Regions from separate parts of the Rattus norvegicus genome. Here region 1 is linked to region 2. A link is a contact called in public Hi-C data. All regions are on one chromosome and are shown on one strand. The core of a region is the stretch at or near the end of the contact, and the rest is flanking DNA. Distances in the headings are between cores, read along the strand shown.

Region 1 (2,700 bases), core at 106-2,605, 100 kb after region 2:
TATAAAGTGATCAGAATGAAGAATGTCTAAATAACTTTGATATAACTGTAATGATCACTAAAATGTGGTCACAAATTATAGCTCATGAGAGAGGAATTTTTCTTTGTCAGTGTATCTGAGAAGCTATCTTACAAGATAGCTTGGGATAGATCTTGGTTGGTAGAGCACTTGTCTGCAATATACAAAACCTTGGTTTAAGGTCTCAACATTGTTTAATAAAAGTAGGAAGTAGTGGGGTACACCATAATCCTGGAACTTGGCAGGTAGAAGTGGAAGGAGCAGAAGTTCAAGGTCATCGTCTCATCTTATTTTTTTAAGGAAATCATGACCATAGTAATTATACTAGATAGTATTTTATTCTAACTAAATATCAACTAAAATCTACTTGGAGCAGGGAACTGCAGCTGAGGAACTGACCAGGTCATGTCTGTAAGAGCTTGTATTGACTGATTGATGTAGGAGGGCCTAGTCCATTTTGGATTTTTCATTGTCAGGCAGGTAGGCCTGGGTTATATTAGAAAACTAGAGTGAGTCCGTGAGAACCAGGCAGTACCATTTTCTTCGTGTCTCTGTTTCTGGTCCTGACCATAGTTCAGTGCTAAACCCTGACATGAAAGTGTAAGCTGAAATAAATCCTTTCCTCCTCTAAGTTGCTTTTGGTTATAGTGTTTATTATAGCAACAGAAATACATCTAGGACAATGATAATTGAGTGACTTGAAAGACCTCGAAGGAAGTCAGGGAGTTGAACAAGTGAGGGGAAGACTGGGAAAAAAAATCAGCCATCCAGAACTCAAACTTGAATGGAGGCTTGAAATTGGAGTGTGAAGGACATCATTCGAGCAAGAACAAATGACTGTGAGCCCAATGTCAGTAAACATAAATCCTGTACATATCAAACCAGGTACCTTTAATCAGAATCAAAAGGTTGTGTATTGATCAGGTGACAGAAATGTGACCAGACACCCACAGGTCTTCTTGGAGCCATCAGTTATCATTAGCTAATTCACTGCTTGCAATGACTTTATAAAGATTGGCTGTCATGGATAGTGAGAAACTGACTGTGTTTTTTGTCCCTGGGTTAGGCAAAACTGTATACTTGATGTCAGGTGTTGAGATAGAGGCAAACAATAGAGTGATAAAAGCAAGACACAGTCCCTTCTTTTAAGACTATAGGCCTTGGGAAGCACAGAAACCCATCCACTCCTCACAGAAGTGATGCCTGAGAAAAAAGGGAACTATGACATGTTGGGGGAGGATGTAACAGAAGGGATATTCTCCAGAGATGTATGATTATTCTCCCATGTACAGGGGACAGGAAGGCACAGAATGACAAAGTAATGTGTCCCAGATTCCCTCCTCCCACTAGGTACAACTGCTTCTGGAGGTGGAAAAATGTTAGGAGGTTGGAAGGCAGGAGTGATGAGTAATCTCAATATAAAAGGAATCTTGATTTTATTGAGATTCATTTAAATACCGTGGTAGAAAAACCGCAGAGTGTCAGCAGTCCCTGCCAGTAGAGACAGATGACGAGCCTGCCTTCTATCAGAGGCAGCAAGAGAGAGGCGTGAGTGCATTCTCTAAGCACACCATCATTCCCAGGTTTTCAATAAATCTGCACAGAAACCAAGAGAGCGCCATGCAAATTCATATTAGTCTCTAAAACCAGCAATTCCTTCTTTCATATATCTTCACTTCAGCTCGGCTGTTTTTTCCCCAGGTCCATGGTTTTGCAACTGAGCTCTGCCCAATCTTATGATGAGGTTTAGTATTGATGGTTTTTAGTTAACGAGAGTAAGAGATGACATGGGAGGAAGGCAAGCCATAGATAGTTTCCTTTCACTTCACTCTCGTGAATCTGAAGATTTACTTTGTTCTTGGTAATGACTAGCAAGTCCTCAGGTATTTTGGCCACAAGTCCACTAGGAATGGAAGAACTTATAGAGAACACACACTTTCCTTATTCATAAAAGACCAACAACATCCCTCTTTGACTGAAAGGAAGTGGTATTTCTCACAGCCAAAGTAGAAAATACAAGTAGAGAGAAGGATCAGGAGTTCTTCTGGGATGGGGAGAGGAGAGAGGCATTTGTTGGGTAGAGATCTTAATAAAAAGCCTCACAAAGCAGTCCTGTTTCCACACCAAGAAGGGCCACTTGAGCTCAGGTCCTTGAACCAGGTATGAATTCTCATCACCTCTCTTGTGGTGGCACATTGCCCAACTCTGTTTTTTTGTGCTTTGGAAAGCCTTACTATTTCTGTTGGGGTCTTTCAGAACCAGCTATGGTGTGTGTAATACTATTCTTCCTCCCGACACTTCTTCACATTACAGCATTGCCTGAAGTGGATAGAAATGCATAGCAATAGGTTTTCTGACAGGAAGCAGACTCTTGAGAAAGAAAATGATTTGTTCGGGGCTCTCCATCCAATGAACAACATGGTTGTGACTTAAAGTAACAGTTAAAAGGTAACAGAAATGATAGAAACAACAGAGAAGAAACTTTTCCTGAAGCACTGATATTCCCACGTACTGAAAGATTGATCACTTTCCCTTTAAACTCATAATTTAAAACTCAGTGTCTGAAAATTCAAACACAGCTAATTAAATCCAAAGGAAAGAACAAATGAAAATAAGTGTCAGAATTCAACAATAGAATTGAGGTATTTGATTTAAAAAAAAAAGACCCCCTTCCATTTTCCT
Region 2 (2,700 bases), core at 105-2,604:
AAACACCAGTGAAGCAAACAGGAGGGAAGGAGAAAAAGACCTTCATTGAGAGTAAGCCGAAGCAAGCAGACCTTCAGGACACTTCAGAGAATTTGTGTAACCACACAGAAGGAGGAAACCAGATAGTTATGAACATGGCCTTTACAATATATCCTAAGTCTTCAACAGTGGAGAGAAGCTAGGAGATTCTAAACTTCTGAGTAGAATTCCTTCTTCTACCTGGATGGACAAAGAAGTCTGAGTCTACTTTTGCTATTTTATAGGACTAAGAATATGAGCCACTGTATGCATCTTCTGAGAGCTAAAGTAACTCACTGTGGTCAAAGGACATGTATGGAAGGGGTAGGCAAGGAAAAATCTCAAAAGCTTAGATTGTATTAACAGCATCTATATGAATCATGATTTTGAGACGATATACATGTTTATGTAAATATGTGTCCATCTACACATTTACTCACTTATATTAATTATTATATGTATATTTCAACTATCATACAAGACCCCAATTTATCTTTTTTTTCCGGAGCTGAGGATTGAACCCAGGGCCTTGCACTTGCTAGACTGAGCTAAACTCCCAACCCTCCCAATTTATCTTTTAAAAAAATATGTATGTGTGGATGTTTTATCTATGTCTTTACCTGTGCACCGTGTGTGTGTGTGTGTGTGTGTGTGTGTGTGTGTGTGTGTGTGTGTGTGTGTAGTGCACACAGAGGCCAGAAGAGGGCTTTGGGTCTTGGGATTGGAGTTCCAGGTGGTTATGAGCTGCCATGCAAGTGGTAAGAATTGAACTTTGGTCCTTTGGTAGAGCAGACAGTGCTCTTAATTGCTGAGCTGTCTTTTCAGTACCACAGACCTCAATTCATCAATACAAATTTGTAATAAAAGGAACCAGGAACAAGAAATGGCAGTTCCAGCACAGAAACAAAAAGGACTTTGTAGTCGTTTGCTCTATTAGAAAGGAAGGAAGAAGGGGAGAGATATTGAATAAGTTCTTACCAAATCTGAAAAATAAAAAGAACATCAGTGGGCTTATATTGCCAACAAACAGATAGACAAACATTAAGTTGATGGAAAAGAGGGCTCTTGTGTCTGGTAAATGTTAGAACTGGGGACCTGTTATTTTCAGCCATCCTAGGTAAGAACGAGTTAGGTAAGAATCCACAGTGAGTGCTAATATAGTAGGACATTTGCAACACCCCAGCCTGGGGAGAGCATGTGAGCATCTTTGTAGCTCTGCCTCTGAAGTAGAGAAGAGGGAGTACTGTTGAGGATGGGGCCAAGCAGTGCTTTAAAAGCCCTGATTGTTCCAAGGGGCGGGGATGAGGGGGAAGGAGACAGCATGGGCAGAGGAAGAGAAAACGGAGAAAGGAGGAGGAACAGGAAAAGAAAGGAGGAAGAAGTCTTTAGTTCCGCTGGCATCTAAATTTGGTAGATGTTTAGACAGCCAATAATTTATTTCCAGGCTTGCAAAAACCACTTATTCTGCCCTGCTGTCGACATAAAATCTCATACACATTTTTACTGAAGTGGATGAGCTCACCAGGGTTGCATTTTAACCCACACTCCTTGGCAACACTGGTATCTCTGTGTGGGAGGCACACAGGGGTAGTAATTTAGTTGGAGGAGGGTGGTGAGCTCGCAGACGTGCATTGAGGCTGAGCTTGAATGGCAAGCTCCCATCTTGTTTCTTTGGTTCGTTCTTTTCTGGAACATTCACTGTATACTTATCTGTGACAGCTAAAAAGCTGAAAGTCTCCCCAAATTGCTGTCATTCGTCTACGGCTCAGCGGTCTCAGCTTTGAAGAGGCCACCGCAATGCCACTGCTGTGGGGGCACAGCATACCCCTGGGCGATATGGACAGCAACTGTGGACTCACGTGGACCACAGACTGGCAGCCACTGGTAGCTTTGTGGATGTTCACACTGCCCTCTTGGACCCACCCACGGTCCCAACTCCAATTCAGGTGACCCTGGTTCTTCAATGATCTATCCTGCTGTGGGAATACAGAAAGCCTCAGTTTGTGTGTGTGCACTTGTGGGGCTGCATGTACACGCTCAAGCAGGTGCGTACCCACTTGAGCAGGCACAGGCCAGAGGAGGCGGTCAGGTGCCCTCTTCTGTTGCTTTCTACTTTAGTGCCTAGTGGTATGGTCTCTCTCTGAACATGGACTTGTCATTTCGGGGCTAGGCTTGTGGCCATCACGCCCCAGACATCCTCTTGAGTCTCTGCCCCTCTCCCAACCAGCACTGGGGTCATCGTTTCACAAGCCCACACCTAGACCTCTGTGCATAGGTGCTGGAGATCTGAGTTCAAATCCTCACACCTGAGCAGCAAGGACTCTTAGCCACTGAGCCATGTCTCCAGCCCAGCTTACATAGTTTTAGAGGCATCTATGCACATGTAAGTGGAGAGGACAACGACTTGCCTCTGTTCTCTAACTGTGGTAGCATCTAACTTAGACCAGTTCTCTGGAACTTGCTAAGGATACAACATCTCCAGGGCCCTGGTGTACTCATTCAAAACTCTCTGAGCCTCGGACCCAGCAACAGGCCATTCGCCTTCATGCGAAAGTTTAAACAGCATTATTCTCAGGGGCTCAGCTTATCACAGTCTTCCTCATTCCATACTGTTAACGTCAAACAGAGTTGATAAGCATTACTGGATGTTTATTATTCAGAAAAATCTATTTCTGAATGCAG

The links. Hi-C and Micro-C count contacts between places; a contact is called where the count stands out from the background.
Region 1: a Hi-C map of prefrontal cortex shows a contact between it and region 2, with 2.1 times the contacts expected there. The contact joins two enhancer-like sites. A contact is called at or near these places in 2 of 12 Hi-C or Micro-C datasets (frontal cortex and prefrontal cortex).

Annotation. Positions count from the first base shown.
Region 1 is chr13:79,563,381-79,566,080 of GRCr8, forward strand. No RefSeq gene overlaps it. Among named protein-coding and RNA genes, the nearest start is that of Dpt, 92 kb to the right of the region's middle. Within about 2 kb of position 1,356, at least 20 of the 93 cell types and tissues checked have an H3K27ac peak or open chromatin away from gene starts, as enhancers often do. A contact at or near this core is called in prefrontal cortex, where this site is marked.
Region 2 is chr13:79,460,032-79,462,731 of GRCr8, forward strand. LOC120096206 (a long non-coding RNA gene) reads right to left here. Exons shown (of 4, transcript XR_005492368.2): 4 at 2,651-2,700. Among named protein-coding and RNA genes, the nearest start is that of Atp1b1, 120 kb to the left of the region's middle. Within about 2 kb of position 1,355, at least 34 of the 93 cell types and tissues checked have an H3K27ac peak or open chromatin away from gene starts, as enhancers often do. A contact at or near this core is called in prefrontal cortex, where this site is marked.